Regions from separate parts of the Mus musculus genome. Here all the other regions are linked to region 1. The links are chromatin contacts, called in public promoter capture Hi-C maps. All regions are on one chromosome and are shown on one strand. Each heading gives the region's core, a stretch centred on a gene start, on an enhancer-like site or on the middle of the called end of the contact. The rest is flanking DNA. Distances are from core to core; before and after follow the strand shown.

Region 1 (3,443 bases), core at 394-2,893:
TTTGGCAATTATGAAAAGCTGCTGCAAAAGTTAAATACAGTAATGGGAGAGATGGCTCAGTAGTTGTTCTTGCAGAGGACCTGGGTCTTGGCACTCATATGGTGACTCACAACTATCCATAACTCCAATTCCAAGAGATCCCATGCCCTCTTCTGACCTCCATGGACGCCAGGCATGCAAGTGGTGCACAAACGTGCAATCAAAGCACTCAGACATATCAAATAAACCTTTAAATTTTTCAGATACAGGAGCTGGAAGTGTGAGTCAGCTGTTAAAAGCACATACTGCTCTTGCAGAGGACCCCAAGTTTGGTTCCCAGACTCACACCAGACAGTTCACCTGTAAACTCTAACTTCAGGGGACCTGATACCTTTCTGTGGCCTCTAGGAGAATCTGCACTCTATTATATACACACTCGTAAATAAAACAAACAAAAAACTTAAGGAAAAACAATGTACAGGAACCTGAAGAAGATAGCTCATGGTTCCTTCAGCAAAGTGCTTTCCATGGCAACATATGGATCTGAGTTCAATCCCCAGCACTCATACAGAAACAAACAAACAAAACTGGCCATGGAGACACCCCTGGTGCCTCTTGCCTTGGCCAGACAGCTTAGTCCATTCCACAAGCAAAAGGTAAAAGTAATACCTTGTATGGAAAAGAAAAAGATGCATTGTAAGAAGGAGCTAACTGGAGGTGGGCTCCTGGCCTCCCATATGTGGAGTTTTATACACACACACACACACACACACACACACCCAATCCCACCCGGAAAGAACTCCAAACAAACAAACAAACAAAAAACCCAACTTAAGTACATGTGTTTATACACTAGATGTATGTTCATTTGGGTACATACCTGTATGTGAAACTGATAAATCATACAGTAACCATAAAGGTTTTGCATTCTTTGCAGGAATGTATGTGATTTTCAGTTAGTGTACGTTTTTGTTAACATCGGTGAATGTTTGGGATTTGGGGGCATTTTATGTGTACTCTACATCAAAGTTGAGTTCCCCTAATGTCCTTTGACATTGAGCATCTTTTTAATGCTTATTTGTATGGTGAGGTATCTGGTAAAATGGCTGTGAATTTTCTTAAAGTGGTCGTGTGTATGGTTTAATAAGACTCCTTTATCGTGTCTTTTGTGGCCCTCTCTCTGTCTTGTCATATTTATCTTTTGACAATAAGGGATCACTGGACTATCGTGCAACTTTCTTCTTAATGACACCTGCAGCAACACAGTTTCTGCTTGGGGTTTCAACTACTATTTTCGAGGGCTACAAATTAATCACGTTTCTTCCTCGACAGGCTGCTGTGGTGGACGAACGATAATTTACCAGTGGTTCTGTCACCGTGTCACCTCTGAACCCACAAAGCTTGCAAAGGCCACTGTCGCACACAGCGCTATCTAGCGGGCCAAGCGGTCTCCGCCCTGACATATAGCAGCTATGACCGCCGTATTATTTTTTTTAAGGGCTCTCTCAGAACTCGCTCAGAAAGCAAGGCAAAAGTGCCATTCCTTCCGCCCGCGGGCCTCCGGGATGGTCGTGCTGCGAACCTGGCATGCTCAGTAGAGCTCAATGCCCAGCTGGGAGGCTGGCGCTCGCCCGTGCACACAGCCCCGGGGCGTGAGCAGAGGCGGAGACAGGGGCGGCCGCAGCCTAGCACCACCCCAGTAGTCCTTAGAGGAGGACCAGCGGCCCCCGGAACGGCCTCGGGAGCGCGGGTGTCGGTGCCGCTCACCTCCCGGGAGTCCAGCGGCGGTGCGGACCCGCGGAGGTGCGAGCTGGACGCGGCGGGAGGCGGCAGGCTGTGGGGGACCTGCGAGTGGCTGGGCGCCACTTCAGCACCGAACTCCGACCGGTCCTCGTCAGGGCCCAGGGCCGTCCCGGCCGGGCAGCCACGGCGAGGCGCCGCTCCTGACGTCCACCGCCCGTCCTTCCTCACCTAGGCCGGGGTACTTGGCCGCGGGAAGGCCTCTGAGGTAAGTCAGCGCGGGGGTCGAGGCCAGGGGCGCCGCCGCTAGTTTCCTCAGAAGCTGGTTTCCCGGAAGGGGCGGAGGCCGCGCGATTTCTGCGCGTGGACCGGAGGGCGGGGCTCGTTGTTTCCGGAAGCCGGGTGGCGGGCGGGACTTCAAACGTTCCCGGAAATCGAAAAGCGCGGAACTTGCTGTCATCTAGCGGGAGGTTGGACTCTTCTTGAGGTCGTTTTAGCTCAAGTCGAGACTGAAGGTGCGCCGTAGCCATGGTTACAGAGTGACTATGGAACGATTATTTTGGTAGGAATGACAGCTTCTTGAAGCTTTAGGACCCCAACAAGACTACCTAAATGTAACCTATCAACCCTGGACCTACCAGCTCTTTAAAAGGGTCTATTCCTGTTGTCTTGGGGCAGCAGGTGGCAGAGCAGTCGGTAGCTTTCATCGTTATTTTTGAGGTGAGCTGGCAAATCAGGAGTGATCTACGACCTCAACGAGAGACCAGTGTCAAACATCCAAGGCTTCTCTGGTCCTCAGTAGCATTTGCATTTATGGGTTGCTGCAGACCTTTTCTGAGTTGTGAAAAAGATAAGCCACATCCTCCTCACCTAAGCGTTGGACAGAGCCCACTGAGGATGGATGGTGCAGCCCAGGGTGACTCATTCTTTGTGTCTTGCAGATCATTTGATTTTCTTGCTCTTTTACTTTGTGCAAAGAGTTGAAGCTGTTTTAATCAAGAAATTCCACAAAAGACCTTTAGGAAAGTATTCTTTCTTAACACATGAAGACTCGATGGTAGAGTGAACTTTGGGATGCAATGACTTAATTGTGTAATTCTGTAGCCCCTGGAAAGATACTACTAAGGCTTGTGAGAAAGGTGAACTATCACAGCTGTATTGTATGTAGAAATATACTAGTCTTATTGAAAATGAAATTTGGGATGTTTTGTTTGTATGACTGACAAAAACAGTAGTAACAATTCTTAACTTTAATTTCCATTTTTCTCATTCTTTGCTACTTTGAGCCTTACACATAATGTTAAGCTTTCAAGATTGTAATAAGATATGTGCCCAAGGTAACAACTTACAAACTGGGCACAGTACTATTACACCTTAGTTAATGTCTCCTTAATATCTCCAGTAGGATCTGGAATTTGAAGCAAATATATAGTTTCCCACACATCGGTAGGATATCATTCTGGCAGATGTGTCTTACTATAAAAACATGGATATAATACTAAGTTTTTTTTAAATTTAATCTGTACATCCCCATGTTTTTAAAATGTAGAATATTCAATTAATCTGGGTAAGTCCATATGATTTTATATGTTTGTTTGTTTGTTTGTTTATTGTTTTTGAGACTGGGTCTCTTTGTGTAGCCTTTGCTATCCTGAAGCTAGCTATGTAGAAGGCCAGGCTGGCCTTGAATTCCCAGAGATCTACCTGCCTCTGTCTTCCTGGTG
Region 2 (3,443 bases), core at 270-2,769, 920 kb before region 1:
CAATGGAAACAACTTGATGTCTAATGGGGACATATACTGGTTATTTGAGTGGAGATTGGGAATTCATGACCAGCCTTAAAAGAACAATGTTGTTCTTTTAAGATCTTAGGGGACTTCCTTCGCTGGGAACAGTAATTTTCCTTCCATGACACTGAACTCACTCCCATGCAACATGTTAAGTCTGCATACTATGTACTCTCTCATCAATGGCTTTATTGAAGGAGAGAACATGGCTCCAACAGGAACTGAAGATGGTACATCAAATGACCTGCTAGTGGGATGACACTATTTGACTAGGGCGCATGCACATCAAACCCTGCACTTGCAGCAGAAGGAAGTGCCCTGCAGCAGTGCTGAGGGACAATAAGCTTGGCTGTAGAGCTGGACAGGACAGCTTCCTGACTACCATGCTTTGGTGTGCCAGCCATTCTTCCACCTCTGCTCTTTAGAGCACACATCTTGGGGTTGCTTGTAGCTCTGTTCTTCCAGTGGCCCAAATGGGAGCTCTGACCCTGCCTTGGTGAAGAAGCCTCCTCTGACGCCTTCCTTTAAGGAATACCAATGGTGGCTAAAAGAAACAGGGATTCCAGATGCTCAGTCCACTCAGTACTAGCAGGGCCACCTGATCATTCATGGTAATGGGAGACACTACCAGAACTGTCAGGTTTGTACAGAATGTGATTACCCTTACTGGGCTGCAGTGGTCAGTAAAGTGAATGAGATGAGGTCATGTTCCATGTGGGATAAACATGGTTAGTAGACTGCACCAGGTGATGGGGGAAAGGAGAGAAAAAGATGTGAGAGGGGAGGGGACCAGGAGAAGGGACCAAGAGCGAAGAGAATCAAGATAGCCAAGAGAGCAAATGGCCAAAAATGGCAGGGTTACATAGGAAAGAGAAGCTTGCAGAAGAGTAGCCAGGGCCCCAGGGAGGAGATGTTTAGTTCAGGGGAGAGGTGAGAAAAACTGAGAAGAGCTACAGGTACTGATGGAAGATAGAAGCCAGAATGAATTTTGGTGTGCTAATAGGTACCACAGTTAGCCAGTTGCTTCTTTGGAACCCAACATAAAGGACTTTTTTTCCTCCTCCTCCTCCTCCTCCTCCTCTTCCTCTTCCTCTTCCTCCTCCTCCTCTTCCTTCTCTCTCTCTCTCTCTCTCTCTCTCTCTCTCTCTCATACATAGGTGTAGCTAGAAACTGGAGCACTGTGACCTTATTCAAGGGGCCACAAAGGTGCCTCTACACCCCCATGCACACACCTTACAAAAAAGGATCTCTAGCATTTTTGCAGTCTTTCAGTGGAATTCAAAAAGGAATCATTTGATTGGTAATGAGAATGTTTTTCCTCTCGGCTTTTCACAGCTCAGGAAGGAGTAATTTATCAAGTACTCTGCTTGGAGAAGTAGAGCATAGCCTGGAATGGAGGAACATGGATCCCTGTGGGCGCTTGCAATCTTCTGCTTTCATTTTGTCAGTCATGCAAGCACAGTTTTAAGTACTCACCAGGGGAGAAAAAGCTCTCTTCCCAGCTTGTGCTTGCCAGTAAGACACTCTCCTTTCAGAGTCAAGGCTGCAGCTGGCCTTGGGAGCTTCTTCCTAGGTCTCTAGCAAGTGGAGCCAGAGCTGCTACAGAGGAGGTAAGGGCCATGGGCAGCATCCCAGGAAGGTGGTTGGCAAGAGGGTGGGAGACCTCTCTGCACGTCCTCCTGGGACCTGCATGCTCTCCCCATGCCTCACCCTCACCCTAGTTGTGACACCAGACCAAGAAAGGCGATGTGGTTCCCCAGCCACATCCAAAGCCAAGCCTTTGGCCAGAGGAAGGAAGGCTGTCCCAGTCATGGTTTTGCTTTTGTTTTTCCCCTCAGCTTGCTTTTTGAACCTCTATCTGAGAGGACAGTGCCCTGCTGCTCCATAGCTTCAATCCTGGCTGCAGGGATGGAGGTTGGGAAGGAAGCTGGTGAGATCCTAGATCCTCAAAAATGATAACTGGATGTAGCCCTGGTAGCTAAACATCCACAGATACACAGCTGTGAATGGCCTGTACTTGGACAAACTGGAGTTCTGAGTTTAGGATCCAGATGGATTAGGAGTGAGTCCCAAGCAGGACTTGCTTACCCACTTCAGGGACCAGCTTCCTTCCAAATAGACACAGGAGAGTGTCTCTCTTCCCTGTCACCCATAGCCTGACTAGGGAGAGTGAGTGGCAAACCCAAATTTGCATATTTCATTCCAGCTGAGACTAAAGCCTTGACCTCAGGCATGGAGGACTGTAACCACTGAGAACTAATATGATAACATTGTTATCTTACGAGAATTCTCCTGTATGCAGAGTAGGTCCATATGGTTTTCTGGATTCATTGCACAGATGAATTCGAACCTGACATCCCACAGGGAGAGAGATGTGTGAGCTCCAGACAGAAGGCTGTGTAGTGTGGGCACTGTGCCAGGACCACCAGCATAATTTCTCCTAAGACACACCTGTCTAGAAAGTTAGAGCCATAAGACAACCTTGGCCCTGGGCCATGTCACTGCTCATATCTGGCCCCAGCTTTGTGTGCCTAGAGGAGTATTCTTGCCTCTTTGGAAAAATTGGAGGGAGCCGGATTAACCTACTGCAGGTGCTAGGGGTGGGTGGCAAAGCTGTGATAGGTGTTGGTAGTGTTGTAGCTGGCAAAGCTGATCTCCTGTCTGTTGCAGCCTTCACCATGGAGCAGCTGAGTTCAGCGAACACCCTCTTCACCTTGGAGCTGTTCCACACACTGAAGGAAAGCAGCCCCACAGGAAACATCTTCTTCTCTCCATTTAGTATTTCTTCTTCCTTGGCCATGGTCTTTCTGGGAGCCAAAGGCAGCACTGCAGCCCAGCTCTCTAAGGTTAGCAGAGGCCAAACTGGCCAGCTCTCCCTGCCATATCTCTGCTGACATGGTGCAGTCAGACTTTCACAAAAGCCCTCCCCTCCTCCTAATCCCTCTGCTCCTTCCATCACTGCCCGCACCACCCCAACCCCCCAAAAACCTTCAGTTATTCATTCACCGGCAGCTTCGAGTGAACATAGGGTAGTGTCTCTGTTCACTTGGGGAAACAGAGTGAAGAAAAACAAGGACAAGACCTGTGGGCTTTGAGTGCCTCCTACTTCCATGAGTAAATTGTGTAAGCCCTGCACTTCCTCAGAGCTATGGGTTTCCTGTTTTCCTTTTTGAATGGATCATCACTGTTTATGAAACATGCCTGTAATTCAGTGTCTGTTAGCAATTCCTCTAGGCTCTGCCCAACAGTTGCCTAGCAACAGCCAGATTTGGAGCCTGGCTCCAGTGTAAATCTGTTGGGCTCTTGGCTCTTGTGCCCTCTCCCTCTCCCTCTCCCTCTCCCTCTCCCTCTCCCTCTCCCTCTCCCTCTCCCTCTCCCTCTCCCTCTCCCTCTCCCTCTCCCTCTCCCTCTCTTTCCCT
Region 3 (3,443 bases), core at 388-2,887, 630 kb after region 1:
AGGGCTCAGCTGCATTAAACAGGAAGATTGTCTGAAGACTCTAACAAACACTTAAGTCTCAAATAATACTCATTATTACCATGACACTTGCTCATGATTTTCCACCTGTTGTCACACAAGAATAATAATTAAGAAACTGAAGAAAGTGTTATAATTAAAGAAATATTACAGTGCCTGCAGCCCATTTTCAAACAAACTTAAAATACGAATTCCTCACATGTCAGTTTAGAACCCACAGCAAAAAAAATCACTAGCTGGTTTAATTTTTTAGGCCACATCCCTAACTCTAGAAAACAGTTCATTTTCAGGTTAACCCCACACCCTGTGCAAGGATCAAACTCAAGGTCTCGCCTTGCTAGGCATGGTTCTGCCTCTGAGCCATTCTCTAGACCGCAAGATGCTTTCATGTTCCTATGTTCCTATTCTGTAATGCTTAATTTATAGTTAATTTTAGAATTGTAGGTAAGCCATGAAGGCACAGACAGGACTCCCACATGACCCATAGCAGCCCCCCTATTGTCAATACTTCGTACAGTTAAGGTCCCTCATCACATTCAGGGAATACCCAGTGGATGATGCTACTGAGTGTAAAGCCCCTTCATTGGGGTTTCTCTAGTGCCTCACTACTGCTACTTTCTTCTGCTACAGATGCAGTCCAGAACTTGGCTACACTGAGCTGTCGGGATCTCCTTGACTCTGATGGCTTTGGTCTGTCCGTGTTTCTCATGCAGGCCTTGTGAGGAATTCAGGTGAGCGACTTCACAACTCTTCCTTGGAGCTGGATATCCAGGTGGCTAAAACTCGGTGATGATATGTCACTGGGCAGAATCCCACAAGGCATGTTGAGTGCCCCTCTGTGGAAGTATGGGGCATGCGTGTGTGCATGTGTGTGTTGCAACAGTGTGCACAGGCCTACTGGCGATGCTAAACCGGGATGGGTAGGTTGCTTTCTCTTTGCCATTATCAAATATCTCAGAGAACAAGGTCTTAATACTGTGCAAACAACCCTGTTTTTCCTTGAACTTCCCCCATTGGTCTTAGCTTATCTCCATCACTGGAAAAAATTTGCAATATTTCCCAGTTAGTGTACATGGTGTTGTAATGGTGATTTTCCTAACTGTCATTAACCCTTCAGGTCATCAATTTCCTGATTCCTTTCTTCTGCAGGTCTTTAACCAGCCTCGGAAGCATTCACAGTACCGCCTTCCTCCTTTCTAAGTCCTCCCTAGCATTATATTTTCAGTTTACTCCAACAACAGAACAAAAGCCTAAGCAATATCCTTTTGTTAACTAGATGACCTGTCTATCTCTATATAGTAAAGCTTATGGCTAAGATCGAATGGATACTGGATTAATGAACAACAACAAAAAGTATTCCCTATCAAACCTTGATGGGAACAACTTACTTCTGTGGATGAAATCTACGGGTTCTACTAGCATATCCCAGAGAAGCTGAGACCTGAGACCTCTGTTTCCTTAGTGCTACGTAGTCATGGCTGCACCGCATCCGTGTGCTCTTGGGTTTGATAAACATTTAGATCAACACAGGAAATGAATGCTTAAGTCTGAGTGGCTATCCTTGCCAAAGCACTAGAATATTGACAGGATTTCTTCAGTACAACCAGTGCCTGCTGCCATCTGGTGGAGCCCTCACCACCTACAGCCTCAACATCCAAAGAGAAAAAACAGGCCTCTCAAGTCCCAGGCTCCATAAATCAGCATCCCCAGATAGGGGAATCTGTGGCAACTCCATGGCACCCACCGGCTCTCCAAATGCCAGAGTGCAGGAAGAAATCCCCCAAGAGAAGAAGAGAAAGGTCGGTGTAGGTCTTCACCATCGCCATCTGTTTCTTAAATGGAAAGACTTGGAGGGAATGAAGTGGGAGGGAGGGTTTGCCTTGGTGACCCTTGAGGGTCACAACACAAACAATAACCAGAGTCCAGTGGAGGAGCCCCAAGATCTGGATATGATATGACAAGATCAAAAGTCATCCATTGTTCAGACAACCCAGACAAACTGCCTCACTACATGCAATCAGCTGAATAGAAGGTTCTAGAGCTCAGATGCCAGTTTAAAAAAGACCCCTAGGCCCTTAAACTGCCTGCTCTCCTCTAAGATAACCAGGAAGTTGCTACACAATGAACAGCCCATATGGACCACCCACCCTGTGCACTCACGGTCGTGGGTTCTCCCGCAAGTGGTGTATGCCTATAATTCCAATACTGAGGAGGTTGACATAGTTAGGGAGGACTGTTGTAAGTTCAAGGCCAGCCTGCGCTAAATAGTAAGTTAAAGGTTAGCCTCCCAAAGAAATGAAAAAATAAAAAAATAAAAAATAAAACAATTATCTGGACAAGTATAGCCAGCTTTTAGGAAAACAGCAAGCAGGCCATGGGGCCCCTTCCTTCCTCTGTAGGCCTCACGGTGTTGACTTCCCCTTACAGTGGCTGACTTTCAGTGCTAGAAGGCTCAGTACAATGTCAATGCCAACAATACCAAAGCTAAAAGCTTCCCTAAAGCCAACAGCCAAATTCAACACCTCCTCAAAGGGGCTCCCTCACTTCCGCAGGTCGGCCACTGACTCCAGTCATTACCTCAGAAATGCTTTCCTGGGGCTGAAGATACGCTCAGCAGTTAAGAATACTTGATGTTCTTCCAGAAGACCCACACTCAGTTCCCAGCACCCACCTGGTGGCTCACAACCGTCTACCACTCCAGTTCTGAGAGCTCCAGTGCCTTCTTTAGCCTCTGTGGACACCAGGCACACACATGTAAATATACATGCTACAGACGTGCAGACAAAACACATATACAGACACAAAACTAAAATAATAAATATTGTTTAAAAGAATGCCTCCCTAATATTTTCATCGTCATTATATTCTTTCTTAAGTATTCTAACTAATATGTCAAATTAACTCCTTTGGAAGTAAAAATAACACACTTGGCAGTCACCAAGTAGAAGGTACTTAACGCTGCTTAGTAAGGATTCAGCGATCATTTTTCTGAGCCAGGGAAGTGACCTTTCTAGAGCCCAGTCAGTGGTAGAGGCTGAGTCCACCCACCCCATAGACACACTGGAAAGGGCCTTGAAACCACAGCCACTAAGCACAATCCTCCCACGCCTTCACCACAGTCCTCCCTCACCTTCATCACAATCCTCCCATGCCTTCACCACAGTCCTCCCTCACCTTCATCACAGTCCTCCCATGCCTTCACCACAGTCCTCCCACACCTTCATCACAGTCCTCCCATGCCTTCACCACAGTCCTCCCTCACCTTCATCACAGTCCTCCCATGCCTTCACCACAGTCCTCCCTCACCTTCATCACAGTCCTCCCATGCCTTCACCACAGTCCTCCCTCGCCTTCACCACAGTCCTCCCACACCTTTACCACAGTCCTCCCACGCCTTCATCACAGTCCTCCCATGCCTTCACCAC

What was found. Promoter capture Hi-C pulls out the DNA fragments that hold promoters and counts their contacts.
Region 2: a promoter capture Hi-C map of hippocampal neurons shows a contact between it and region 1, with 5 times the contacts expected there. The contact joins the promoter of Serpinb1b here to the promoter of Ripk1 in region 1. A contact is called at or near these places in 8 of 39 promoter capture datasets (the 3T3-L1 cell line, 3T3-L1-derived adipocytes, embryonic stem cells and 4 more), 1 of 15 datasets of contacts at CTCF or cohesin (large pre-B cells), 1 of 484 Hi-C or Micro-C datasets (Th1 cells) and 2 of 115 datasets of contacts at active chromatin or transcription factors (the 230-238 cell line and large pre-B cells).
Region 3: a promoter capture Hi-C map of hippocampal neurons shows a contact between it and region 1, with 3 times the contacts expected there. The contact joins the enhancer-like site here to the promoter of Ripk1 in region 1. A contact is called at or near these places in 7 of 39 promoter capture datasets (HPC-7-derived erythroid cells, cranial neural crest, frontonasal cranial neural crest and 4 more), 2 of 115 datasets of contacts at active chromatin or transcription factors (astrocytes and large pre-B cells) and 1 of 9 other capture datasets (liver).

The regions. Positions count from the first base shown.
Region 1 is chr13:34,000,720-34,004,162 of GRCm38.p6, forward strand. It overlaps Ripk1 (receptor (TNFRSF)-interacting serine-threonine kinase 1), which reads left to right and starts at 1,644. Exons shown (of 11, transcript NM_001359997.1): 1 at 1,644-1,987. It also overlaps a transcript of Serpinb6a not described here.
Region 2 is chr13:33,082,584-33,086,026 of GRCm38.p6, forward strand. It overlaps Serpinb1b (serine (or cysteine) peptidase inhibitor, clade B, member 1b), which reads left to right and starts at 1,520. Exons shown (of 7, transcript NM_173052.2): 1 at 1,520-1,634; 2 at 2,695-2,870. The coding sequence starts at 2,703.
Region 3 is chr13:34,634,559-34,638,001 of GRCm38.p6, forward strand. All of the region lies in intron 3 of Pxdc1 (PX domain containing 1), which reads right to left. Among named protein-coding and RNA genes, the nearest start is that of Pxdc1, 16 kb to the right of the region's middle. Within about 2 kb of position 1,638, at least 17 of the 459 cell types and tissues checked have an H3K27ac peak or open chromatin away from gene starts, as enhancers often do. A contact at or near this core is called in hippocampal neurons and liver, where this site is marked.